6 separate regions of the Mus musculus genome follow, and all the other regions are linked to region 3. A link is a contact called in public Hi-C, HiChIP or PLAC-seq and promoter capture Hi-C data. All regions are on one chromosome and are shown on one strand. Each heading gives the region's core, a stretch centred on a gene start, on an enhancer-like site or on the middle of the called end of the contact. The rest is flanking DNA. Distances are from core to core; before and after follow the strand shown.

Region 1 (4,804 bases), core at 178-2,677, 470 kb after region 3:
AAGTGCTGGGACTAAAGGCATGTGCCACCACTGCCGGACAAAATTTTTTTTTTTTTTTGGAAACAAGATCTCACTATGAAGCCTTGGCTGTGTTGGAATTCCTTACATAGATTAGGTTGCCTCAACAGCTTCTGCCTTTGGAGTGCTGAAACAGGTGTGCTGTCTTAGAACTAGCTCTGTAAAACATTCTGGGTTCAAATCCAGGGAGACCAGTCTGCCTCCTGAGTGCTGAGATTAAAGGTGTGTGCTAGGACTGGAGAGATGGCTCACCGGTTAAAGAGCACTGGCTATTCTTGGAGAGGAACAAACTATCTGTAGTTCTTGTTCCAAGGGTTCAGACACCCTTACACAGACATACATGCAGACAAGATACCAATGTACATGAAATACAACTAAATAAATTATAAAGGTGTGTGCCATCATACCCAAGTTATTTTTTTTTTAAGATTTATTTATTTATTATATGTAAGTACACTGTAGCTGTCTTCAGACACTCCAGAAGAGGGCGTCAGATCTTGTTACAGATGGTTGTGAGCCACCATGTGGTTGCTGGGATTTGAACTTCAGACCTTTGGAAGAGCAGTCGGGTGCTCTTACCCACTGAGCCATCTCACCAGCCCCCCCCAAGTTATTTTTTAAAGGAACCCACTTATTTCTATTTATCCATTTTTAGTTCTTTTTTTTTTTTTTCATTTTGTGTGAATAAATGCTTTACCTACATCCATGTCTGTGCACCATATGCATGCCTGGAGCTTAACGAAGTGGTGAGGCGCCTTGTGGGTGCTGGGAATTGAAACAGGATCCTTTGCAAGAATAACAAGTGCTCCTAACCTCCTAGCGAATTTTCCAGCCACATTTACTTTTATTTAATGTGTATGAGTGTATCTGCATACATAAATGTGTACCATGTGTGTGCCTAGTGGCTCTGGTGGTCACAGGAAGGCATTGATTGAATGCCCTTGAACTGGAGTTACAAAAGGTTGTAAAAGAAGGCGTGTGTGGTGCTGCTCACCTGTAATCCCAGCCCTCGCAATCACAGGCAGGCAGATGTCTGTGGGTTAGAGATCAGTGGGTCTAAATAGCAAGTTTCAGGCTAGCCAGGGATAGACTGTAAGTCCCTACCTAATATATATGAAAGAAAAAAAAAGAGAGACAGCTAAAATATTTAAAGTGTTTTAAGTACAGGATTTAACTTAACAACTTGGACGTGGGTAAAGTAAGATGATGGCAGCAACGGATTGGATCAGTCAAAGGCGGTGGATCTAAACACCCGCATCCCTTTGCCCCTCTAAGAGTTTTGAATCAAGCGCGATAGTTTTATCTGTAGCCAATCCTAGAGCAGCATCTTGTTTCGTCAGTAGTTGCTGAGGCCCAGAGCCACGCGTCTGTCTGGTCAGTTCTAGCCGTTGCTGCTGTACTCGTGCTCAGCTCTTGCGTTTCCATCCGTTAAGACTGAGAGGACATAGGGAATACCTGTCACCTTCTCGGGTATCCCCGTCAGAAAGACACCTTCGGGACTACTTTTTCCACAGTCGCAGAGACTCACTGGCTCCACTTAATTGTGGAATCTCTAGGCTGGCTCCCATTCAGAAGTTGTAGTACTGAGATTTTGCTTCTATCACGACTAGCCACAGAAGCAGGAAATTGTTTGATTTTTGTTTTCTTTTTCCTTTCTATCTTACTTTCTTTTTCTTTTTTTCTTTTTTTAAGGAAAAACGGGCTAGGGCGGGAAGATACCCAAACGGGAAGGGATACAGGGCTGTGTCCTTGTGACAGAAAGGTGTTGAGTCCTAGTCCTTTAAATCCGAGGGGGGAGGATCCGGAAGTGGATGGGCGGGACAAGGGACCTGGTATATAAGAGGGCCTCAACCGCGCGGGGTCTCCAATCTGCCATTTTCTCTACCTGAGTGAGTCTCTGCTGTCCGGAATTCTCTGGTTTTCTTCGCAGGCAGTGTTCTGCCCACTGGCCCACCACCTCAGGGGAACGATGGCCACAGAGTCTACAGCCGCTGCTGCCATCGCCGCGGAGCTGGTTTCCGCTGACAAGTAAGCGGGACTGTGGCGAGCTTGAGGCCAGTCCTCAGGGAGAGTCCGGGGACTTGGCTTCCCGGGCGGGACGGGCTGGTGGGTGGGACAGCTGCCTTCCCCGGAACAACGGCGGCCGTGCGGAGAGGGTTGCTCTGTGGAGAAGCCCTACTTGCGAAGAGCTGGCGCGCCAGCGGTAACGGCGGGTGGCTGGCGCCCCCTGCCCGGCTTTTCACGGCCGCCATCTTGCCGGGGGCAGCGGTGGCTGGCTCCATCGCCGGCCCCTTTTTTCCACCCCTTGCCCGAGGTTGCCGGTAGGTAGGCGGGGCCCGGCTCCAGTCGGTCCTTGAGCCCCTCCTGATCGCGCACTCCTAGGGTGCGTCTCTGTAGAGAGTCTGTAGACGTACCGAGAAATTGGCCAACAGATTTGGCGCCAAAAAAAAAAAAAAAAAAAAAAAACCCACACGAGGATGGAGGCTTGGAACAGGGGACGCGGGTGGGTGGGGCCTCTCAGAGGGCGGGGCTTTGCACGCTGATCGTCGTAGTTTTGGCTCTTAGGAGTGGGCGGGGCCTGTAGGAGGCGGGAAAACTCCATTGTTTGGAGTGGATGCTGCTTTTGCCGGGTCGGTGGGGCGCAATGAATTTTATTATATACTCACTACCAGGTTTACAGTAATCTTGAGGGTGGCTACGGGACTGAAGCTTTGTAACTCTTAACCTTTGCGGAGAAGTGTCTTGATTCGTTAGGTTTTCGGTATGTGGGACGGGGATTTTGTTGCTTCAAGGGACACTTTACTTGCGTAGTGTCTTCGGTAAAGGCTGTATGTAGCTATCAGTCTAGTGTTTACTTGCTAGATGAGTTTGCTAAGCGAAAGGACCCCAAAGGAGGAATGCTTGATTTGAGAGCTTTAAAGTGCTAATCTAACTTGATCTCTCCCATATGCACAGAAGCATTCATCAGTTCGAGGAAAGAAGTTATTTTCCATACAGGTTCGATTTTCCAGTTTACCTTGCCTTTTTTAGGTCCTGGATTCTATTTTTTTCTGTCCCTTGAGCATTTTTTTTTTTTTTAACCAAGTTTTGCCTTGGGTAAAAGTAAAGGTGTCTGTGAGATATTTGATTGGTTTTTCTATAGGTTTATGTTTTAGATGACGTTTCACTCCGTACAGTTTACCCTATCACCTTTTGGTTCCTTTCCTAGTGGGTTCTTGAAAATCAGTGGGTCTCTAACCACTCAACCATTTGGGAAAGTGCAGTTTTACCCTCAGATTCCACTTTCCTAGGTCCTCTTCATTGATATTTTTAGGGCCAGAGTAGATTAAGTTTAGGAATTCGGTAGAAACTCCATTTCTGGTGCTTTCTGAACAGCTGCTTGTATTACGTTGGGGATCCCTTTCCTTCCAGTACTTTACAGTTTGGGAATGCCTAGCATCTCCTCAGATTTCCAAACTGTGTTTTTTGTTTTTCTGTGTAGTCCTGGCTGCCTTGGCCTCCCAAGTGCTGGGATTAAAGGAGTATACCACAACCTTCAGCCTTTTTTTGTTTTTGTTTTTGTTTTTTTTTAGAGACAGGGTTTCTCTGTGTAGCCCTGGCTGTCCTAGAACTCATTGTGTGGACCATGCTGGCCTCAAACTCAGAAATCCTCCTGCCTCTGCCTCCCAAGTGCTGGGATTAAAGGTGTGCCCCACCTCTGCCTGGCCAGCTGCTCTAAGATTTATTTATTTTATGTCTGAAAGTACATAAGCTATCTGTAAGCTATATGTACAATATAGCTATACAGATGGTTGTGAGCCTTCACATGGTTGTTGGGAATTGAATTTTTAGGATTTCTGCTCGCTCTGGTCAACTCCACTCCCTCAGCCCCTGCTTGCTCTGGCCCAAAGATTTATTATTATACATAGACACTGTAGCTGACTTCAGACCATCAGAAGAGGGAGATAGATCTCATTACAGATGGTTGTGAGCCACCACATGGTTACTGGGATTTGAACTCAGGACCTTCAGAAGAGCAGTCAGTGCTCTTACCCACTGAGCCAGCTTGCCAGTTCCCAGCTTTTTTTTTTTTTTTTTAAATTACTGTATAAACAAACTTTACAGAGATTTTCATGTATTCATTTGTGTTCAGTTACACTTTGGCTGTTGGTGAAGTAATTACCAGCTTCCTTCCTGAATGGGTATTTACAGAAAATTACATGCCTACTTTTTGTTGTTGTTTTGAGACAGGGTTTCTCTGTATAGACCTGGCTGTCCTGGAACTCACTTTGTAGACCAGGCTGGTGTCGAAACTCAGAAATCCGCCTGCCTCTGCCTCCCGAGTTCTGGGATTAAAGGTGTACTCCACCACACCCGGCTGGGTTTTTCTTTTATGTGTGTGTCTGTGAGTGTATGCCATGTGAAGCTATTAGAGGATGTTGGATCTACTGGAGTTGGAGTTACTGGTTGTTATTAGCCACCATGTGGATGTTGGAAACTGAACCCACATGTGCTCTTTAACACCTTAGCCATCTTTCTAGCATAGCAAATGCCTATACCAGCCTCTTGCTGTTCAATTTGAATTTTATGTCTTGCCTGGCAGTGGTGGCCACATGGCTTTAATCCCAACACTGAAGAGGCAGAGGCAGGTGGATCTCTGAGTTCAAGGTCAGCCTGGTCTACGGTTGAGTTCCAAGACAGCCAGGGCTGTTTATTGGCTGCTGCATTCTTAGTCTCTTAGTTTTTTTTTTTTTTTCATATGACAGCTGTATTTTCTATTTAAACACTACAAAATGGTTGGATTTAC
Region 2 (4,455 bases), core at 226-2,725, 400 kb before region 3:
TCATTTTTAATACTCCTATATACTGACATTGTCAGATACTTAGATGATTCTCTTGAAAAAAAAATCAAGCATAGTTCTTGCCCACATAACGTTTATAACTCAACAGAAAAGAGCAGTCTAATTAACAATAGTGCCAATGCATGACTGGTATGGCTAGAGGCTTAGAAGTCCCTAAGCCAATTGAATCCTGTGAATGGAGGTAGTCATGGTCACAGAAGTCTAGGTGAGCCTATTAGCTGCTCATTTAAAGAGCTGCTAATTAAACATTTTAAGTGTAATCACCACACAGGAACTTAGCTAGTACCTTTTGTTGAGAGTCTCACTCCTAGCCCTGGCTGGCCTAGAACTCCCTGTGTAGACCAGGCTGTGCTGGGACTTTCAGCAGTCCTCCTGCATCTGCCTCCTGGGTGCTGGGATTACAGGCATCAACCACAGAGCCCAGTTCTATACAAACTTAAGCACATGTTAAACATGAGAAAAAGGGACGAAAAAGTCACATCAGAATGGAATATTGGTCTCATTCTGGTTTAGACTATAATCCTGGGAGGTTCTTCGCAGGATGGATTATCCTCATGTATCCTAGGGAAGAGAAATTTTTTCCAGATGAGAAACCTGACTTTTTAGAAACCAAGCCACAAAACAAAGGAATTACTTCAGAGGCCAGGATTAGCTTTCAGCTGGGCTTTGCCTTCTCAGCGGGGCCTACCTGCCTTCCCTGTTAGCTGTGTACCTAGAAGTAAGTCACAAAACCCAGCCTCAGTTTCTTCTTTTTAAAAACTAGAAATATTATCTCCAGAATTAAAGGGCTAAATGAGATTGTGGAATGACATTTGGACTCATAGCTTGGGTCTTAGAAGGTTCTCAATAATGTTAATTCTCTATTTCCCCAATATATCTTTTTATACCTCATGAATTAACAATTTGAAGAGAAAGAACTATATTATAAACATCAGTGACACCAGGGAAATTTTTATTCACAAATCTGGGTGTTAAACTAGGCCCCTTTTCCTCTCTGTCTAAATGTCAGTTTTATTCATATTCACTTACAATTTTATTTTTATAGGCAAAGACCCAAAGTAATATTCAAAGCACTAAACATTCGAAGCACTACACAGCAGGTAGGATCTTTCGGGGGCGGGGGGTGGGGGGGAAAGGGTAGAGTTTTATGTTGGAGCCAAGGTTTGGTGGTCAGCGAGCAGCCCTGACGTCAGGCTTAAAAGATTTAGCCATTTCCCCTTGGTCACTTTAGTTCAAAAAAGAATCGCGGTCAGTCAGATTTCTCCGAAGGGAAAGGAGGAGAGATGTAAACAAAGGCAAAAGACCTCTCTAGTTTCCACTTGGGCGGGCCACCTAAGACCATCCAGCCCTCTAGTGAGGGCAGCCAGGGCTGCTCTCCCGGAGTGCCCGGGGTCTGGACTCCATTTCCCAGAGTCCCTTAGTACCCTAATGTATTCAGTGCTCAGAGTGCCTGTATGTGTGTGAGTGTGAGAGAATGTGTGCGTGCATGTGTGTGTGAGTGTGTGTGTGCGCGCGCGCGTGTGTGTGCGCCTCCGAGTCCCTGGGAGAGTGGAGGCTCATTCACTGATTAGAGCCAGCGCTGAGAGGCAGCACTGCTCTTCTCTCACACCAACAGAGTCTCTTGATCTGTACATGCAATCCCAGGCAGCTCGCGAGCACAAACCCGGGGCCAGCCGCCTGCTGCTGCTGCTGCTGCCGCTGCCGCCACCACCGCCGCCGCTGCCCCCGCCGGCTCTGCGCACCCGGGACTTTTCATGCACCACACTCTCCGTCTTCTTACCTTGGTGTCCTGAAAAGTGCGATCGTTCTCCCCAGGAATTTCCACGGCAAGTACGGAGCCCAGAAAGGGGTGTGGATGCGTGTGCGTACACAAGAGGGGTGGGCGCGAGGGTGGCCGGGTTGCTGAGGAACCTGGCTAACTTTCGGGGTTGGTCTCCCAGGGATTCGGGCGGCTCCCCTGCGACAGGGACAGGGACTGGGACCTGCACTGCCGCGTCTTAGATCTTGGCGACCGAGCCTCCTTGGCTGTCGGTGCCCGGCGCGCTCAGTGCGCTGCCTCACTCAAACTTTCCGTCTTGAGTTTTCCTTAATGTGTTTTATTTGGGGGGTGCAAGGGGGAGGGACCAGACGCTGGAATTGGACAAGTAGGGAGGGCGAGGGGGATAGCCAGGGGAAGGGAGCAGGACTTCTCCATCTTTTTATAAGCCCCATTTCCACTTTGTTTGGGTCGACCGCGAGTAAGCTCTCCTGCCCGGCTTCCCGGTGCACCCCGCTGTGATTTCCGCGGGCCCGGTCTGAGTGTTACTCAGTGGGGACTCTCAGGCGGCGGGCGGGATAGGAAAGGGGCGATCTGTTGAGAAACGATCCCAGCCGCACAACACATTGCCGACCCGGTGGGGTACCCCGCAGGCTCCGGAGCCTTGGGGTCCCCAGAGGCTCGGCTTACTTTTTCCTGACGAGGACGGGTGTGAAGGATGGAGAAGGAGAGCCGGGGGGTGCGGTGGGGGTGGGATGGGGAAAACCTCCGCCTGCAGGATGAAGGCAGGTGCTGCCACTGAGGTGAACCGTGCTATCTGTAACCGGTAAACTCCCAGCTCCACTGGGTTGGACTGGCCGGCCTTAGAGTAACGCGTTCCGTGCCGGTCTCCTGGGATTGGGGGTGGGGGGGCGGGATCCCCTCTTCCAGCGATTATAAGGAGCGAGGTGGGAGGACGATCTTGTAAAATCACGAGCTTGCTTTTTGTGTGTGTGGTGTTTTTTCTTTTTCTTTTTTTCTTTTCTTTTCTTTTCTTTTTTCTTTTTTTTTTTTTTTTTTTTTTTTTTTTTTTTTTTTTTTTTTTTTTTACATCTTCTACCTGCCTTAAACTGAGTAACAATTTCTCTTCTTCCGACTTGAGAGCAAAACTTTTCAGCGAGCACGCCGGTTGCTGCAGTCCTGCGGCCACCGCCGCCGCGCTCGTCACTCGGGGCCGAGCGACCTCCTCCGCCCGGCGGAGCCCGTCCCAGCCACCGCGCGCCGGAGCCTCCGGCCGCCCCCCCACCCCCAACCCGAAGCTTTTCAGGGCTCGGCCTGGGCGTTTCGCCTTTGTGTTTTGTAAGAGAAAGGCTTTTCTTCCAGGGCACAACAAACTTGGGCAGAGAGCTTCCGTATGGCCCCCCGGGCGAGGCCGCCCACGGTGGCGAGGCCATCTAGGGATGCGAGGTTCGTCCTGCGCTACAGTATCCCCGGCAAGAGCTCGAGGCCCGGGTGACCGTGGCCCGCCAGGGCGTGCTGGAGCCCCGAGGTGACGAGGTCTCGGGGTGTTGGAAAGCAGAGGACACATTCTCCCTTCCCATTAAGAACGCACTGCCTTCTCTGGTCCGGGTCACCGCTCTAGTCAAGGCCCCGGGGCCTGGGCCGGGGGGGCCGGACGCACATCGGGTGGCTGGAGTGCTTAGGGCCAGGGCCACCCGGATGGGGCGCGGCTCTGTCTGGGTGGCCTGTGTCGTCCCAGGTCTTTCTCCTGCGCCCCTTCGCTGCCCCAGAAGCAGCTGAAAGGGAAAGCACAGGCGCTCTCTGCTCACGACGTCTTGCAGCCACGACCTACCTCCCGCCTCCACTGTGGCCTCCGCCTGAGACGCATTTTAGGGTTTTTTTTGGGGGGGGGAATAAAAATAGAAGGAGGGCTAGCAGGAAGGAGGCAGTGAGTAGAACCGGGGGGGCAGCCGAGCTAGCTGGGGCCCTGCACACAGCCCCCCGGCTTTTCTCGCAAAGGGAAAATGAGCAAAGTGTAAAGGCAGAAAAGAGCGTGGAGAAAAAGCGCGCCGGGCGTTTCCCGTTCCGATTCCTCCCGGCCGGCGGAGCCCGGGGCTAAGTGGCGTGAGTTCCATCGCTGCGTTCCGGGGCCTGGAGGGGGAATCCGAGGACTCGGGTAGCGGCGCTGCACTGGGTCCCGGCACCGAGCGAGCGGGGGCACACCTGTTCTCGGGGTGTTGCTCCCGGGCAGCGACTGAGGGAGCCGTAGAGCCTCAACCTGCTGCACCCCACTGCCGCAGTACGGGAACCGCGGGGGCAGCGGAGCGGGGTGGAGGAGTCGGCGGCTGACGGCCGAGGGGCTCGCAGCCACCGCGCCCCGGTGACCCGCGGGGCGGGGCGGTGTAGGGCCTCCGGGTCCTAGGACTTTGCTCGAAGGCTGCTGCTTTCAGCCCCTGTCCCCAGGCCGTGTGAGCCTTCAGACCAGAGCTCCCGGGCTTGTGTTTCTTCCAGGACTGGTGCCTCGGTTCCCCAAAGTTAAATTGTTTTCAAGCGGAGGTTGTTAGGATCTTTGTACAAAGGCAACAGGGAGCTAGAGGGGTCAGGCCACGGAGTGTGGTGGGTTTGGCTCAGCGCTGACCCCCAAGTTTTTAATAGGTTTCTCCTTCCCGTCTTCTTTTCTCGTTTTCCCTAAAAGAGTTATT
Region 3 (4,621 bases), core at 1,525-4,024:
TACCCTCTTATAATACATTTCTCATAACTGCAGGGACTAGCCAGGGGGGCCGGAGAGGGATGAGCAAATGTAGACATCCAAGCAGTGTTTAATTGGGGAAGATCCGGGGAATGCAGAGAGAGGAAAGGCAGGGCCTGGGAGGGAGACTCACTCTATTGTGGCAGGATATTCAGAAGTTATTTGGGACCACCCAAGCAGCAGTGGTTTGTGTGGGGGCATGCATATATGCGTGTGCGCACATGTGTGTCCTGATGCTGGGGGCAGACTGGCAGGCAGGGAGAAACATCTGCTCTGGACCCTAGGGCTGTCTTAAGAGTGTGAACGCTAAGAGTCTGCAGAGGGCTGGGGGTAGGGTGGAGATGGGGTGTGGGAGCCTATGATGTAGGAAGGCTCCAAGAAACATCTGCTCTGTATCCTAGGACTTGCCAGCATTTGAAATAACTCCAGGGTGTGAGGCTGCGACCTGGGGCCTGCCTTGGGTCTGGGCCAGGGCTAGGGAGGTCTGGGGAGCCCACAAATGCAGATTTCCCAGGGAAGAACACAGTTGAATTTGCCTTTGTCAAATAGCAGCCACATGAAACCAGGCACCAGGAAAGAAGAGAGGCATGCTGAAATTATGAGTTGTGTAATCCTTCCACTAGGACGTGAGGATTTGGTCTCATTTGACCCTGACTTTTGCCTCAAAGTCTATGCTCATTCTTCATTAAATGGCTGCAGGTCCCTGGGTGTCTACTCAGAAGCCTGGTCAGATGGCTCGTTCAAGGTTTTCTTTTCTTTTACACCTAACAATTCTTTTCTTATTATTTCTTGTTTTCCCCTTTCCCCCTTCCTTCCTTCCAATCTTTCTTTTTGGTTTTTCGAGAGAGAGTATTTTCATGCAGCTCTGGCTGTCCTGGAATTCTCTGTAGACCAGGCTGGCCCCACCTGCCTCCAGATCCTGGAATTCTCTGTAGACCAGGCTGGCCCCACCTGCCTCCAGATCCCAAGCACTGAGGTTAAACATTAAAGCTGTGCACCACCACTGCTGCCACCAAGCACTAACTTTTCTTTTTCTTCTTGCTCCTCCTCCATCTCTCTCCCCCACCACAGCATGCTCGACAGGCAGTCTGCCATGCCACCCAGCTACATCCCACTGATCTTCCTTCCTTCCTTCCTTCCTTCCTTCCTTCCTTCCTTCCTTCCTTCCTCCCTCCCTCCCTCCCTCTCTTCCATCTGTCCGTCTGTCCCTCTCTCTCTCTCTCTCTCTGACACAGGCTATTGTTAAATTCTTAGACTGAAAGTATTTCTCTTGCCTCAGCCCCTTGAGTAGTTAGAATCACAGTGCTAATCTGAGTTTGCAGGTCAGAGCCGTCTCTCCCTGCCTTCTCTTATACAACACAATACCACTTGGCTTTGTTTTGTTTAGAACTTACCCCCACACACATTTTACTTCCTTTGGCTATTGAAAAATACATCTTGTTCCATTTGTAAACTCTGATGTACAGTTAAAAGAAACCTAGCTATAAACGCTAAATAAGCAGACACATAATCAAAGATGAATATTCCACAAGCTTATTCATAAGAGGCTACCATCTAGAGTTGTCCATTTATGGGTGAGAGAGATAGGTGTGAGACAGTTGATGGTAAAGACTTGCCTAGCTTGCACAATGCCCTGGGCTTCATCCACAGCACTGAGGGAGATTGGGAGAGAGGTAGGCTTTCTGCAACACACCCAGATACACAGGCTCTGAACAGGAGATGGCCCTCTCGATCCTTGACCAAAGCAGCTACGGCCAGCTCCAGTAACTCACCTTCTACCCAGAGCTGTTCTAGGTCTGTCTCAATTACAGCCACTCGGAGACCCAGTGCCAGAGCCCCAAAGGCCACCAGTCCCAGGAAGAGCACTTTGCCGCAGTGTTTCTGGATCCTGCACCCCAGGGAGAAGAGTAGACCTTGGAAGTAAGCTCGAAGCCAGAGAGGAGCCTGCAGGCTCCCAGCTAGGATCTGGGATAGAGAGAGGAGGAGGTCAGCCAGCTGTCAGCACAACAATGGAGGAGCTTTCCCTTTTCTCCCGGTCAAGTCCCAGTTTCCTGACTTCTGGATGCAGGGCAGGAAACAGCTACAGATAAAGGTTTCAAATGTGGAAGATTTAACTCTCTTTCCCTGTGCCTTCTCCATAAGCACACCTGAAAATGCCCATTTTTAGAAGGTTATGAGTCGTGAACACACACACTCGTTGTCAGCTAGGCAAAGAGGTGAACCCACAGACATAACTATTTTCACTGACCAGATAATAGGAAATAAACTAACAAATCACTTGCTGGCTCTCGCTTGTCTTCAAACACAGATCCAGTAACACTAGACTTCTAGCCCTACAGATGTTCAAGCGACGTTTAAGTTACAAACCCAGCCCCTCTACTCACATGAGGTGCGGAGGACCGAGCTGGAGGTGTGTAGCTGGGAGGTAGCTCTCCAAGGGACAGTGGCCGAACCATGCTGGTGAGGATGGGGGGCGCGAGCGCCCCCAACCTGCGTTATCTGAGCGCTGCCATAGGCTAGCTTGGCGCCTTGTGCCGCCCGGCTTCACCTGAGGATTCCTAGCTGCCGTGAACGGCCATACGGTCCTGGGTGAGGCGCGCGTAAAGATGCACAGGAGCAGCCCGCAGCGGCGGTGCGGGGTGGTGGCCCCAAGCCCCGCTGGATCTGTGGGCTGTGGTCCAAAGAGGGCTCCGCGTGTGGGTGGACCCGACTGGCTGCGAAGCACCTCACAGCTAAAGGTGGCGACTGTGGATCTCGGGAAGCACCAGGAGGCTCAGAAAAAAAGGAGCGGGCCGGGGTGACGCCCTCCCATTGGCTAAGGGGGCGGCAAATTACCCGCTGCCTTGCAGCCGGATCCGTTGCTAGGTAACGGCGCCGCAGGGGGCGGGGCAGGAGACCACCCAGGCAGGGCCACCCCTTTGCCTCGCCTCCCGGGCTCCCCAGCCCGCCCGCGGGGCCCTAAGGAGAGGAGAAGGGAGGGTGATCCTGGAGGCGCTAGTCGTTGGCCAAGTGTAAGTCAGGATGTTGAGAAAGGGAGTCTGCTGGTCCCCTTTGGGCCACCCTTTCTTCCCGACCCAGCGCAACCCTAAGGACCTCCTTTCCACTCTTTCCAAGCAGGCCAGACTCAGCTCTAAAATGCAAATCCCACGGCTGCACCAAAGCCCAAAGCCCTGCACCATCCAACTAAAGCTTTTTTTTTTCCTCTAAGTGCCTCACACCCACTCAGTTGCCTTCCAGTCCCGAATTGCCCTCAGTAATTTCCTAAGTTCACATGTTCTTGCCTTTGTACATGTTGGGGCCCCTTTGTCTTGGCAGATAACTTTTAAGCCTGAACTTGAATCAGTCAGCCTAAACTTTTGGAAGCCTTGGCAGATAATTGCTTTTTTCTTTGTGGTTCTTATTAACATTCAGTTTGTGTATTGTATTTTTAAATTTTTATTTTAACTTTTTTTTGTGAGACATGGTCTTAAGTAGTTCAGCTTGGCCTTCAACTCCTTATCCTGGTTGTGTCTGTCAAGTTAAGGGACTATAACAGTCCTGTATTGCCCAGCCTGTCTGATAATTGTATTTGTGATGACATAATTTATGTACAACATTGGGAAACATGTTGCTTTTCCAAGTGACTGTGCTATTTCTGTGCTCCTGACTGTTAAACTCTGATCGGTCATCTGAGGGTAAAAGTCTGACTCCTCATACAGAACATTTGGGAAAGGAGCCGGGCAGTGGCAGGCCCATCTCTTGTGAGTTCCAGGTCTCAGCATGGTCTACATAGAGAATTCTGGAACAGCCAGGGCTACCTAGAAAGATTCTGCCTCAGAAACAAAATACGTTTTTTGGGGGAAAAAAAAGACTTCAATAAATCTGTTGTTCTGATACTGCTATCACATCTGGCTAGCCTCTTGCTCAATTCTTCCAGACTTCTTAATCATTATATCATAAATATTTTATATTACTACACAGTCCTCTCATCAATCATTTGCAGAATGTCCTCAGGACAGATTCCCAGAAATGGGGTTGTTTGGGTCAAAAAGCATGAATATGGTTTTGGCCTTGCTACATACTGCCAAACTTGTGCAAATTAACATCATCAGCTCCAGGGCTTAATCCTAAGGGTTCCCCAGTTGGTTTAAGGGGTGGGCAGTTAAGGAGGAATGAATGTGTCTGTCTACAACACTGCTACTCTGTGGCTAAGAGGCACCTGGGCAGGAATGGAAGCCTTGGGCCTGGAGAGATAGCTCAGCAGTTAAGGCCACCTTTTGTTTTTGCAGAGGACCTGGGTTTGGCTTCCAGCATCCACAAAGGAGAGTTCACAGCTACCTGTAACTCCAGCTCCAGGGGATTCAACACCTGGCCTCTGAGAGCAAGTGTATACACACACACACACACACACACACACACACACACACACACACACACACACACACATGCGTCATATACAGACTCTCCGGCATATACATATAAGTAAAGGTAATATGAAAATGAGAAAGAAAGCCTGTGTACACGGTATTCTCCCGTTTGTAATGGGAGGAAGTGCACCCTGTGTACACGGTATTCTCCTGTCTGTAATGGGAGGAAGTGTACTACAGAGAAAAGTGTACCCTTA
Region 4 (4,388 bases), core at 1,097-3,596, 290 kb after region 3:
GAGTGGGGCTCCTTTCCTCCTTGTTCTGGGCCTGCATATCCCAGAGCATGAAGCCTTATGACCCCTACCCCCACCACCCTTGAGGGTAGCCTGGTGCCCGAATTACAAGCTAAACTTCTCTTCCTCTAAGGAAACATCAGGCAAGCACCCAGAATTGCTCTTCGTGCATTCCCAGCATCTCAGCACCCGCCAATGATGCACACCCAGCCTGAAAAGCCCTACTCAGTCCCCAAGGTTTATATAGCTCTTGTTACCCCCAATAGAGGAGAGCAGTTTCACTGAAGCCTGTCTCCAGGAGAGGGCTGTTTCTTCCACACGCACAGGCTGAGATCCTGCTAACCCACCAGCCCGGCTAAGCTTCATTCCTTCCAGTCCAACCCAGTATGCAAGGTGCTTTGATATCCAGAGGCCAGAGTCTCATCCTTTCACTATGCTCCAACTGCCTAACTTAATCTTATTTTACTTTATTTTGCCACAGGCTCTCACTATGCAGCCTTGGCTGGCCTGGAACTCTGCCTCCCTAGTGCTAAGGTTCATGGCTTTTGTCACCACCATACCTGGCATTCTCCATTGTAGCTTTTATAGCAAGTGTAATGTCAAATTTACTTTTGATTCTTTTGGTCAATGTCTTCTTATTCTACTTTAAATGAAACAGCATTTTGGAAGCTAAGCTGGATGACTATGAACTCTGGTTTCATCTCAAACAAATAAACCAACCAACCACAAGCCTGGGAGTTGAGAAGATAGTTCAGTGGTTAGTGATAATTAGTTGGATTTCCAGCACCTCATAATCATCTGAAACTCCAGTTTCAGGTGATCCAACACCTTCTTCTAGCCTCATGGGCACCAGGGACCCTCCCTGTGCACATACATATATTCAAGAAAATACTCATATATATCAAATAAACACGGACACAGGGACCCTGTGCACATATACAGGAAAGCAGTCATATATATTAAACAAACAAAGTAAAAGTTAAAAAAAATCCCACAACTTTTGAGTGGAGATGTTGGTCAGTTAGTGACTGTCTAGGGAACATGAAGTCCTGGGTTCAATCCCGGATCCCACGTGGCTGCACAGTGGGGGCTCATGAGTTTTGATCATAGCATCCATATTGGACTGCTCATAAACCAGCTGTGATATCAGCCCTAGGCTACGGCCAGGGGGATTAGAGGGCTGTGAGATCTGTGTTGGAGGGTGGGATCCGACTGCACTCACACACACGGACCCACGCAGAAATCATACACGGAATTAAAAATAGTAACAAACCTTTTTTGTTTTTGTTTTTTGGAGACGGGTTTCTCTGTGTAGTTCTGGCTGTCCTGGAACTCACTTTGTAGACCAGGCTGGCCTCGAACTCAGAAACCCACCTAATCCGCCTGCCTCTGCCTCCCAAAGTGCTGGGGCTAAAGGCGTGCGCCACCATCGCCCACTACAAATCTTTTTTAAAAAGTCAAACTAGCCGGGCGTGGTGGCGCACGCCTTTAATCCCAGCACTCAGGAGGCAGAGGCAGGTGGATTTCTGAGTTTGAGGCCAGCCTGGTCTACAAAGTGAGTTCCAGGACAGCCAGGACTATACAGAGAAACCCTGTCTCGAAAAACCAAAAAAAAAAAAAAAAAAAAAAGTCAAACTAGAGTGGTTGTGCACACCTATAACCCAGCACTCCAGGTGTGGAGATTGCTTTTTGTTTTGTTTTATAGAGACGAGAGTTTCTCTGTGCAGCCCTGGAGCTCACTCAGTACACCAGGCTGGCCTTGAACTCAGAGATCCGCCTGCCTCTGCCTCCTGAAGGATGAGATTATTGTCAGGCACCATCCCACCCAGCCTGAATTTTTAAAGATAAGTTTGAAGCCTTTTATCTTTTAAGATAAGGAGAAATCTAGGTCGGTGGAGCTAGAGAACACTTCCTAGGATGGGACTGAATTCCGACATTGTTACCACCTACAGGTCAAATTAAGACCTACCAAAACCTTAACTCAAGTGCACATTAATACTTGGGTGAATTATCTTTAAAACGTTCCTGGTCATTTTACCACTTATCTACCTGTGTCCTGTAGAACGCTTCCCTCTCACTTCCTTATCTTTCTGGACTTGTGTCCATGCTCAGGACCCCTTTACTCGGCCGTGCACCCCTCTCTCCCGAACTCCTAGGCTTGCTTTAGCTCAGCGCAGGAGGCATTCTTTCCCCAACCCAGCGCCGAGAAGCCTGCGCTGCCCATGCCAACCCTGAGTTTGTGTAAGTGAAACGATCGGCTGTAATTTTAAGATTCCACGTTCCCGCCACCACAAATGAAAGCACAGATTACCTCCTGCGCAGTCTCCGACCGGCCGCTCCCAAGAAACCCCGAAGGGGGCGTGGCTTCGGTCAGTAGGACCGTCCAGCCAATAGACACTCAGCGCGCGCAAGGCCCACGCTCCGCACCCCGCCCGACCACTCGGAACGGAAGTTGACCCTACGGGACCCAGACGCCGAGACCCCGCCCCATCCTAGATCCGTGTCGCTTCTGGAGACGAAGCGGAAGTCTCTGCGTACCTCCAGAAGGCTGGCGAGGGGCGTCATGGCCGCGGACAGTGACGATGATGTGCCTCCAGTTCCAACGCCCTCTGACGGTGAGCGGCTCCCCAGGGATGGCCACAGAAGCCTAAGGGGTCCTGGGGAGGGAAAAGCCTCGGCCCGGTAGCTCGGAGACAGGCCTGTAGTTCTTCTTGCCTCAGCTATCTTAGACTACAACTCCCAGTGTGCAGCGCGTGCAACTGCAAAACCCGAACTGTTGTAGAGTGGAGCAGTGAGGTGGGATGGGTGGTGTGTTTTGGACGGAGCCGGTGGTTGTCAGTCGGTAATACCAGAGTGCGTAGTCGTCCACAGTAAGTGGAGCTTGGGTTTAACTTTGGAGCACTCCGGTAGCTGTTGAGGCATCATGTATATGTGGCTTTATGGGATCGGTTTGTGTTTGAGATAGGAGCATGCTCTGTAGGCTAGCCTTGAACTCGTGGTCCTTCAGCCTAATGCTCCCTAGTCCTGGGATTACAGGCTGGAGGATAAAGAATCCTCAAAGGTTATCTAGTCCACTTTTCTCCTGATCATGATGCAAAAAAGAAATGATTTCCCAGTCCCACATAAAGGCACTAAAAGACACAGATGCCCTTTTTCCAAATTTAGGGCACTGCCCATTTCAGAGCTTGTGTTTAGAGCTGGTAGATGTAAAATCTTTAAGTGAAAGCTTGTCAGTGGGCACCCCTTTGCCCACATCTAGCTTGGTGTTTGCTCCACAGGGACCTTGTGAAACCATCTAAATCCATCAACGCCCTTATCCCCAGGTGGTGTCAACAAAAACACACAACCTGCAGAGGAGTTTGTGGTTCGGGTTCCTGTGGTAGACGTGCAGAGTGACAACTTCAAGGAGATATGGCCATCACTCTTGCTAGCCTTAAAGACAGCTAGCTTTGTGGCTGTGGACACGGTGAGGAGTGGGAGGAAGGGAGGGCAGGTGGCTGTGAAGTGTTTGGTGATGGGTGTGGAAAATAACCACACTTCCTTTACCCACCCATAGGAGCTGAGTGGGCTCGGGGATAGGAAGAGTTTGCTGAACCAGTAAGTATAAGCCTTGCCTGTGATCCCAGCTCTAACAAATATGTAGGTCTCAACCCAGAAGCTAGGGACTGCCAGCCCTGGTAGTTTGGGTTCTTTGTGAAACTAACTCATGCCCAAACCCAACTCTAAGGTGCATTGAGGAACGTTACAAGGCCGTGTGTCATGCTGCCAGGACCCGTTCTGTCCTGTCCCTGGGCCTCGCCTGCTTCAGGCAGCAACCAGATAAGGTAGGAATTACCTTCATCCCAGGTCTGAGGGAGGCATGGGGCCTGAGAGTTGAGATCTTAATGGTGGAAATTTTTCCTCCCAGTTTTTGGTAAAGTAGATCCTCATGTTTTTCAGGGTGAAAATTCTTACTTGGCTCAAGTGTTCAATCTCACCCTGCTATGCATAGAGGAGTACGTTATAGAACCGAAGTCTGTGCAGTTCCTGGTACAGCATGGCTTCAACTTCAACCGGCAGTACGCCCAGGGTATCCCCTACCATAAGGGCAATGACAAGGTAGCTCTCCAGCTTCCTCTGGCCTTGAGTTCGAGTCCCGTGTGGTTTATTTCTTGCTTGCATAGGCCTGGGGGGTGGGGGGTGGGGGACATGTGTGTGACAAGGCTCGAGAAACAAGACCTTTGTGGAAGGGGCAGGGCGGGGTTAGATAATGAGGCGGTGCTTCCCCAGTGGGAAACCTGGTTAAGTGTGCTGACTGGGTGCTGACTGGGCATCGTTGTCCTTCCCCTTCCACCTAGGGAGATGAGAGCCAGAGCCAGTCGGTACGGACGCTGTTCCTTGAACTGATTCGG
Region 5 (4,216 bases), core at 311-2,810, 440 kb after region 3:
GTGTTCAATTTCTCCCCTGGAAATAATATATAAGATGCTGTGCTTCTTAACAGACATGGTTTGTGAAAGACCTCCCCATCTGAAACTTTACCTTTCTGCTTATCTTCTGATCTCCCGGTCCTCTCTCTCAGGACCCTGTCACTGAAGAATGACCTGCAGGTCTAGGTCATTTCTCACCTCCTTAAGCTCCTGCCTGCATGTGGTAAACAGACATATACTCGGGCACACACACATACAAGTAAAAATAAATTTTTGTTTTTGTTTTTTTGAGACAGGGTTGCACTCTGTAGAACAGGCTGGCCTTGAATTTGGAGATCTGCTTGCCTCTTCTCCTGATTGCTAGGATTAATGGCATGTATCACCACCACCTGGTAATAAAATAATTTTTTAAAAAGAAAAGAAAAAGAGCTGAGTGCACGTCTTTAATTTTAGCATTTGGGAGTCAGAGCCAGACAGATTACTATGATTTGGAGGCCAACCTGGTCTACAATAGTGAGTTCCAGGACAGTCAGAGTAGTGAGACTGATGAAGGCTGGTCCCCATGTTGAAGCCCGTTCCCTAGCTTAAAGTCACCTCGAGCTTGGCTGTAATTCTTTTGTTTCATTTCTGTTGGCCACTCCATATTGTTGACACAAAACATATTGCACTTTGATTGTAAACACACACACACACATACACACACACACACAATTTGACTCAGAGATCAAATTGACCATATATTCTGAGGATGACGATGATTATGATTGGAAATTTCCCAAATGCAGCCTTCACTCAGCCAAGCAAGATATAACAGGGCAGCTTGAACTGTTAAGTTCAAACTACTAAAAAAACTTGGAGAGGGGCCGACCGCTCTATAGCCCTCCTTCACCCACTTAGGAGCCCATTGTGTTTTTTCCCTTTATAAGCTATCCCTGGGAAACACACACACCCCACCTTTATGTGGGTGCTCATGGAAGTCAGAAGAGAGTATTAAATCCCCTGGAGCTGGGGTTACAGGTGGTTGAGAACCTCCTGACATGAATGCTGGTACTGAACTTGGGTTCTCTGAAAAAGCGGCACCCCTTCTCTCCATCTTCAAATGTTTTCCTTTTAGATAGGGGATCATAAATCTCAGGCTGGCCTCAAAGTCAATGTATAGGAGGCAAGAAAAACTGAATCTTCTGATTCTCCTTGCTTCCACCTCCCAAGTGCTGGGATAACGACTCAATTTTATGCCGTGCTGGGATTTTGAACCCAGAACTTTATGTTAAGCAAGCACTGTATTAATTTAGCTATACGGCCCCAGCTCATATTTATGAAGTCTTTTGCACAGGGCTAAAGTGCAAGGTACTGAGTGAAAGATCAGTAACTTTCTAAAATGGGGTTTGCAGAGGCAAGATTTTCTGTATTTTTTGGTCAAACTTTGTATCAGGCCCGCTCGGGGATTCCGACAAATTCACTTTAGAGAAAGAAAGACAGGCGGCCAGAAGGACCCCCTAGGTATCATAGAGGATCTCTTCAGAAAGTATAAGAATCTATGCCTAGAGAGGTGCCTGCGCGGTGCACTGTGGGCCGGTTGTGGGCGCGGCCAGCCACCCAAGACTGTCCACGTAGCTTGTGCGCATGCACAGTTTCGGGACCCCGGCCCTTCCAGACGTTCGTGGTGGAGTGAGAGGTTCCCAGGGGAGGAATGTGCAAAGTCCCAGCTTTGGCTTCTACTCCCTCTTCTACTTCGCAGGACAGTGGGGGTCTCCTCCGTCCTGCGCGTAGTTCTGGGAGCCGGGCCCTCGCTCCTCCCTGGGGTGGGGCTGCCGCTTCTCCGCCGGACTTAAGTCGGGCCCTGTTGCCTCAGTACTGGAGTGCAGAGCTGAATTCGGGCCACTTTGTCTTTTCCACAGCCTGTGCTCACTGCCAAGGTGAGTTCTTCCTGCTGCTGACTCGTCTTTTTCTCCTGAGTTAAAGGCGAGGGTCCTTCAGTACCACAGGTCAGGGCCAGGATTGAGCGAATGGCGCCAGCACGTCGAGGGATGCGATTTAGTTTCGCGTTTGAGCACTTCCTCCTATTCTGTTCTCAGATAACGTGTTTCTGGACCTCGGTTTCCTCAGAGTTGGAATGAGCAAGGAAATCATTAGTGCTGTAGGGAGGACTGGGATAAACCTTTGAATGTGTCTGGTGCATATCTCGTGCTTTTGCCATCTCTTTGTTTGGTCATCTGCTCGAAATTTCTAGGCGCTCTGCCTTTCCTAATGGCGGTACAGGGATATTCCTAGGAAGTGGCGGAAGTGGGGAGAGATTAGCTTGCTCAAGCCTCTGCCTTAGGTTTGAGAAAATTTGAACATCTCCTGTCGCTACGGAGCCTTTTAAAGTGAAAATACTTGAATCTTCACATTACCGAGCCTACCATTAATGGACTCTACTGTTTAGACTTTTCGTAGGACCGCAGGACCTGCTCAGCTTCTGATCAGGCCTGTTAACTTTTCCCAGGTTGCACTTCAGCAGCGATACAGGTTTAATTCCAGTATGAATCTTTCCTGCCCGGCAGAATTGGTTATTATTTATAGGTAGTTTTGGAGACAGAGTCTCTTTGAAGAATTTTTGCTAAAAATTAATGTTTTGTCTGCTATGTAAGTATGTGTACCTTGTGGGTGCCTGGTGCCCATGGAGGTCATAAGAAAGGGACATATTCCCTGGAACTAGAGTCAAACTCCGCCCCGGACAAGCCCTTTACCAACTGAACTACACCTCCAACCCAGATTTTTTTTTTTTTAGTACTTGCTCAAAGTTAGTAAAATACTAACAGGTGTAGGTCAGAGGTAGAATTGGCGTGTGTAAGGCCTTGGGATTGTCCCCCAGCCCCTTGACACACATAGATACATGACTTTTCTTTGGTTTTCCAAGATGGATTGAAGATACCGAAGTCAGTGACTTCCTCAGGTGCTTCTCCAGCAAGCTAAGCTGTCCAGCTAGCATGGCATGGTATCTCCTGCCTATAAAGCCAATTTGGAAGGGAGACGCAGGGGGATCATGAGTTCAATTCCATTCTTGGCTACAGACAGTTCAAGACCATCCTGGGCTACATGAGACCATATCTGGGGAAAAAACCCAAACCAAATCCAAAAGAAAAGCCCCAGTATTCAAGGTCTCCCCTCAATTAACTTCTGTGTGCGCATGGTAAAGGGTTCAGATAAATGACCCTGGCTTGTGGGGGAAACCCTTTTGTTGTTGTTGTTTTTGTTTTGTTGTTTTTGTTTTGTTTTTTCGAGACAGGGTTTCTCTGTGTAGCCCTGGCTGTCCTGAAACTCACTTTGTAGACCAGGCTGGCCTCGAACTCAGAAATCTGCCTGCCTCTGCCTCCCAAGTGCTGGGATTAAAGGCATGCACCACCACCGCCCGGCTGGGGGAAACCTCCTTATGAACAAAGAGATGCAGTGAGATATACAGTGTATATCAGTACACACACACACACACACACACACAGTCATGTGAGAAAGTGATTAGAAGTTTCAGGGAGGAACCAGAATTTCCATGTACTAGCTCAATGGTAAGTAACAATTAGCTAGGCAAGTGTGAAGTTTGGGGAAAGAAAATGTGCCGATACCTGGAATCAGGTGGAGCTTGCTTCTCAATCTGAAATGATGAGACAGCGAAATGAGAAATGTGGGACCTAGGTTTTAAAGAGTCTGGACTTTAACCTGGAGAGAATTACTGAACAGTTTAAGCCAAGGAATCACATGATTGGATTTGGTGGATGTATTTTGATTAAGTCCAAATTAAAAATATTTCCTGGTTTAGTCAAGGGATGGTAGAGGTTGCAGCTAGGGCAGGAACAGTGGAGGTTTATGTATATTACTGGAAAAGATTTACATCACAGCATTTGGAAGTAAAGGCATGTATGTATTTTGGGGGTTTTTGTTTTTTGAGACAGGGTTTCTATAGTACTGGCTGTCCAGGAACTTGCTCTGTAGATCAGACTGGCCTTGAATTCACAGAGATCTGCCTGTCTCTGCCTTCCAAGTGCTGAGATTAAAGGCAGGCACCAGGGCCCAGCTTATATAATTTTTTATATTTACTTTCTGTGTTTTTGAGAAGGGCTTTCGTATGTAATGCGGTCTTACCGTGAACGTGTAGGTTGCACTTGGCCTCAGATGTGCACCCTTCCACTTAACTCAGGAAGTGGATATTTTTGGAGATTTGAAGGCTTGGGCTTTTTTGGTTTTTTTATTATTGTTTATTTGT
Region 6 (4,392 bases), core at 1,041-3,540, 390 kb after region 3:
AAAATAGTATAGAATAGAGTTTATTCAGGGCACAGAAGGGGAGTTGGAAAGGGGGAGAGGGAGAGAGAGAGAGAACAGAGAAAGAGGAGAGGAGAGGCCTGCCAGAAACATGTGGAGAGAAAGGGGTAAGGGGAAGAAGAAGAGGAGGAGAAGGAGTAGAGGAAGAGTGAAGCACATTTTTAAAAAATTTTTATTTATTATATATACAACATGTATGCCTGCAGGCCAGAAGAGGTCATCAGATGTGGGCCAACCCGTGGTTGCTGGGAATTGAACTCAGAACCTCTTGAAGAGCAGTCAGTGCTCTTAACCTCTAAGCCATTTCTCCAGCCCCCAAGAAGCACATCTTAAACAAACAACCAAAAGGGTGAAGCCTTGCCCATCACTTACTCACTCTGCAGCTCTTGGTGAAAGCCACTGGCAGGACCCAACTTTCCTGGTCTTGCTTTCATTTGGTTTTGGACTAGCTCTTGAACCTGACTCCGAAGGCCCTGCAGTTCCTTTTTCAGCCCTTCCAGGCATTGCTCCAGAAGGGCTCTCCCTTTGGGGCCCTCCTGCAGCAGTTTTAGTGATGCTGTAGAGGGGAAAGTAAGGTCAGTGGCTCTAAGAGACTCACATGAGAGCAAATGACACATAGGTAAAGCTGTGTAGGGCTGGAGGGAGAGAAGCTCACCCATTCACTAAAAGGCTAAGCCCCACAACCGAAAGCTGTATGTACATCAGCGGTAGAGCACAGATCATTAGCATGTGCAAAACTCGAAAGCTGTATGTACATCAGTGGTAGAGCACAGATCATTAGCATGTGCAAAACTCTTGGTTTCCATTTTAAAACTCTGTGTGCCATACATAGAAAAGAATTGGCCCAATACCTTCTAGAGCACTGATCTTGAACATATGTTGCTCCCGATCCTTCAACAGGCTCTGTACAGAATGCTTCAGCGCCTCAGTCACCTACCCAAGCAGAGAAAACCCAGACATTCCTTTCTAAGTCATTGTCCCAACTCCTAATATTCTCGTCTCACATTATCACCACGTACATACCCCTAATACCTCACCTGAGCCTGAGCCTGAAGCTGGGATCGGAGTTTAGTAACTTCATCCCAGAGAGAGGAGCTGTGGGCTTCAGTACAGCTCAGTCTCTCTCCAAGAGTGGGAGTCTTTAGAGCCCAAGGCTGTTGAGCTTGGGCCTCTGGCTGAGGAGGTAAGCGATGAGAAGTCCAGGTGTCAGCCAGGTCCCCTATTGTGGGAATAGGGAAGGGACAAGAGCAGGGTCTGTCTGTGTAGGAAATCAGAGGACAGGAAGTAGCTGGGATTTGTACAGAACTGTGAGCTGTACAGGCAGGCACTGAAAGAAAGGAGGCTCTGAGAAGACAAAGGGCTGGGAGAAAAGACAATACTTACCTGTAGAGGAAACTCGAAAGGGATACAAACTCTGCTACAAAAAAAAAAAAAAAAAAAAAAAAAAAAAAAACCAGCAAACAGTTCAACAAGCCAGTGAGCTCTCAGTGCCCTTTACTAAGCCCTAGCCTAGCCTCCCAATGGGAGGGGTTAGATGGGGATCCCAGAGGTCCCCCTCTTACCTTAATCCGGGCCATATTTTCATCAGTTGAACTGAGAACCGCATGAAGCTGATCAGACCAGCTAGGGCTCCTGTTCATCCTGGAGCACTTGAAATTGCGTCTCTAACTTTCCCTGTTCTTGCTCTTCCACACTCAGATACCCGCGGGCCAGCCCAGGACAAGCCACAGAGTTAGATGGAAATAAGGAAAGTGGGAATATATTAGGGCTACAGAAACAGTGCGATAGCAATACTGTGAATCTAGAACTACGGAACAGAGTACTTTGAAAAGTGGGGGGTCGGGGAGGGGGGAAGAAAACAGAATAATATCGAGAGGGTAGAATGAACCGAATTTTGGTTGAGACCTCCACAAATCAAGGACGCTATCACCACTGAGACAAGTGACAAGTGCCGCTCAAGAGTTCAAACTCTGGTAGGCGGAGAATGAGATTTTAAGTACCGGTGCCGCAGCGCCACCCGGGAAACTGAGTCCGCTTCTTGCGGAGACCACAGGCAATAGAGGGCGGAAATACGTTTCCCTGGAAATACGTGCCCTGTGCGTTCACACTCACACCTCCCGTGAAGCTCGTCGGGACACGGAGTCTTCCAGACTCGGTTATGTTTGGGCTACAAGGACAAAAGTAACTACGTGTACCAAGATGCACCGTGCAGAGTCAGTTGAGTCCGTTACTATTCCTTTACTTCTTGGGAAATGTAGTCCAGCCCTGATGGACGCATACAAGCCTAAGTTAGCTATGAGACTCCATTTCCCAGCAAGCTCAGCGTTCAGCGTGCGTTATGGAGCCGCGAGTCGCAGAGCTGAAGCAGAAGATTGAGGACACCTTGTGTCCTTTTGGCTTCGAAGTTTATCCCTTCCAGGTTGGTTTGTCTTCCCTGTGGTCCTAGGGTGAGCTCTAGGATTGGCCTTGGTGCCAAAAGTGTGAAGGCCGGTGAGCCCTTCTGATCCTCTCAACCTACTGCAGCCATCTGATGACCAGGTCGTGTTGTAAAATGGGGCTTGATTAAAAAACGTAGAGAAACACATGTTTGCCCTTTTATGTCTTTATGATGTCAAACAAATGAATGGGATACAGCCCAAGATCCCCTAACCTGTCATCATTATAATTTACCAGAAAACGGTCTCCCGGTGTGGGCGGGATCATCAGATTCTTCCAAAGGAATTAGAAGAGGTCAAAACTTGGAAGGTTGGTGTGACAGTGTACTCGATCAGATGAAGAGAGAAGAGTATTCCTAATGTTGAACAAGAGACAATTGGCTAGTTTGTTCGGCCAGCCAACAGAAGGCTAATTCATGGTGTTGCTTGCCATCAATACGGGACTGAGCATAGAAATTCCTCACGCTCGCCTGGTACAGAAGTCTCTGTAACCACAGTCCCTCTCCACCCCACCCAGCCCCGCCCTATTCCACACTTTCCTCCCACAGTGCTGAGTGAACAAAATTATGTTTAAGACACAAACTAAAATCCGCCTGTGTCCTTTGGCCTATCTTAAGATTCCTAGGCCATTGAGCTTTCCAGGGGAAGACTTGTAAGAAGATACTATTGAGAAGTTAAGTCTAGTTTGAAAGCCATGCTTGAGGTCTTGGGTTCAATTCCTAGTAATGAGGCAAAAACAAAATTGAAAGCTGAGGCTATAAAACTAAGTGAGATGTATATCTATCTATCCATCTATCAGAAATTTATCTGATAGGTGGATGGCTAGCTAGCTAGAGTGCTGGCTTAGCATTTGCAAATCTCAGTCACCAGCACAAAAACAGAGAAATGTATATGAAAAGATGGATTGAAAGGAGAGGAGAATTATGTACATTCTAGAGTCAGATTGGGACTGGAAAGAGAGCTCAGCAGTTAAGAGCACTGACTGCTCTTCCAGAGATTCTGAGTTCAAATCCCAGCATCCACATGGTGGCTCACAACCATCTGTAATGGGATCTGATGCCCTCTTCTGGTGTGTCTGAAGACAGCTACAGTGTACTCACATACATAAAATAAGTAACTAAATCTTTTTTTAAAAGTCAGAATTTGGAGGCAGTGATGGAAGGTAGTGATGGAAGGCAGATATGGGAAAGAATAGAAGTGCCTATGTGAATGTGAGGCATGGTGGCTGAAGCCTTTGACCCCAGCACTCAGGAGGCCGAGTCTTCCAGACCAGCCTGATATACATAGCAAGCTCCAGGTCAGCCAGAGCTATAGTGAGACCCCATCTTATTTTAAACTTGTGTGTGTCTAGTCTGGATAATAGGAACTATTATACTGAGCAGAGTTAGCCCCGCCTGTCTCCTAAGGTCTTGCTACTCACCTTTCCAGTCCTATATCCAACAGCCACCATGAATATCACCTGAATCTTCCAAACACAGGTTGTTGTTTTTAGCCCACCAACCTATCCTATATCCCAGAACACTTCTCACATATGAATTATTATAATCTCCTTGCTGCCATCTTGGCTCCAATCCATTCTCTACAGCGCAACCAGATCTTAGTAATGCAATTATTGGTCACTTTATTCTTTTAAGGGTTAAATGACTCCTCATCTTCACCAAGTTGGTGCCATAGTTTTTAAGTTGATATGTAAGGCCAGGCCCAACCTCTCTCCTACTAATCTCTCAAGCCTTCCCCTAGTGCATTTCCTTCTTTTTTTCTTTCCTTTTTTTTTTTTTTTGGTGGGGGAGAGGGGCGGGGGGATGGGGTTCTTTTTTTGTTTTGTTTTTTCGAGACAGGGTTTCTCTGTGTAGCCCTGGCTGTCCTGGAACTCACTCTGTAGACCAGGCTGGCCTTGAACTCAGAAATCCACCTGCCTCTGCCTCCCAAGTGCTGGGAT

The links. A called contact is a pair of places that touch in the nucleus more often than the background predicts. HiChIP or PLAC-seq counts read pairs in DNA pulled down with a chosen protein or histone mark. Capture Hi-C pulls out chosen DNA fragments and counts their contacts.
Region 1: a Hi-C map of liver shows a contact between it and region 3, with 2.1 times the contacts expected there. The contact joins the promoter of Nasp here to the promoter of Ptch2 in region 3. A contact is called at or near these places in 1 of 39 promoter capture datasets (cranial neural crest) and 1 of 484 Hi-C or Micro-C datasets (liver).
Region 2: a promoter capture Hi-C map of pancreatic islet shows a contact between it and region 3. The contact joins the promoter of Rnf220 here to the promoter of Ptch2 in region 3. A contact is called at or near these places in 2 of 9 other capture datasets (adipose tissue and pancreatic islet).
Region 4: an H3K4me3 HiChIP or PLAC-seq map of bone marrow-derived macrophages shows a contact between it and region 3, with 4 times the contacts expected there. The contact joins the promoter of Mutyh here to the promoter of Ptch2 in region 3. A contact is called at or near these places in 24 of 39 promoter capture datasets (the 3T3-L1 cell line, 3T3-L1-derived adipocytes, the C10 cell line and 15 more), 1 of 484 Hi-C or Micro-C datasets (embryonic stem cells), 19 of 115 datasets of contacts at active chromatin or transcription factors (the 230-238 cell line, the SCID.adh cell line, T-cell acute lymphoblastic leukemia and 12 more) and 4 of 9 other capture datasets (adipose tissue, liver, macrophages and 1 more).
Region 5: a promoter capture Hi-C map of adipose tissue shows a contact between it and region 3. The contact joins the promoter of Akr1a1 here to the promoter of Ptch2 in region 3. A contact is called at or near these places in 1 of 39 promoter capture datasets (hematopoietic stem and progenitor cells) and 1 of 9 other capture datasets (adipose tissue).
Region 6: a promoter capture Hi-C map of adipose tissue shows a contact between it and region 3. The contact joins the promoter of Mmachc here to the promoter of Ptch2 in region 3. A contact is called at or near these places in 3 of 39 promoter capture datasets (hippocampal neurons and liver), 1 of 115 datasets of contacts at active chromatin or transcription factors (embryonic stem cells) and 4 of 9 other capture datasets (adipose tissue, liver, macrophages and 1 more).

Annotation. Positions count from the first base shown.
Region 1 is chr4:116,624,574-116,629,377 of GRCm38.p6, reverse strand. Nasp (nuclear autoantigenic sperm protein (histone-binding)) reads left to right here and starts at 1,427. Exons shown (of 16, transcript NM_016777.3): 1 at 1,427-1,488; 2 at 1,949-2,046. The coding sequence starts at 1,988.
Region 2 is chr4:117,494,072-117,498,526 of GRCm38.p6, reverse strand. It overlaps Rnf220 (ring finger protein 220), which reads left to right and starts at 1,475. Exons shown (of 15, transcript NM_025739.3): 1 at 1,475-1,844. Gm12827 (a long non-coding RNA gene) reads right to left here and starts at 2,790. Exons shown (of 5, transcript XR_868034.2): 1 at 1,799-2,790.
Region 3 is chr4:117,094,209-117,098,829 of GRCm38.p6, reverse strand. It overlaps Ptch2 (patched 2), which reads right to left and starts at 2,774. Exons shown (of 22, transcript NM_008958.3): 1 at 2,403-2,774; 2 at 1,791-1,983. The coding sequence starts at 2,474. RefSeq lists enhancers at 64-655, 2,619-3,118, 2,681-3,139, 1,980-3,678.
Region 4 is chr4:116,805,692-116,810,079 of GRCm38.p6, reverse strand. It overlaps Mutyh (mutY DNA glycosylase), which reads right to left and starts at 2,346. Exons shown (of 16, transcript NM_133250.2): 1 at 2,309-2,346. Toe1 (target of EGR1, member 1 (nuclear)) reads left to right here and starts at 2,521. Exons shown (of 8, transcript NM_026654.2): 1 at 2,521-2,612; 2 at 3,321-3,463; 3 at 3,554-3,594; 4 at 3,725-3,821; 5 at 3,937-4,095; 6 at 4,335-4,388. The coding sequence starts at 2,561.
Region 5 is chr4:116,649,018-116,653,233 of GRCm38.p6, reverse strand. It overlaps Akr1a1 (aldo-keto reductase family 1, member A1 (aldehyde reductase)), which reads left to right and starts at 1,560. Exons shown (of 9, transcript NM_021473.3): 1 at 1,560-1,895.
Region 6 is chr4:116,706,283-116,710,674 of GRCm38.p6, reverse strand. Mmachc (methylmalonic aciduria cblC type, with homocystinuria) reads left to right here and starts at 2,290. Exons shown (of 4, transcript NM_025962.3): 1 at 2,290-2,437. The coding sequence starts at 2,357. Ccdc163 (coiled-coil domain containing 163) reads right to left here and starts at 2,080. Exons shown (of 10, transcript NM_026714.3): 1 at 1,581-2,080; 2 at 1,402-1,435; 3 at 1,056-1,237; 4 at 870-951; 5 at 391-574. The coding sequence starts at 1,658.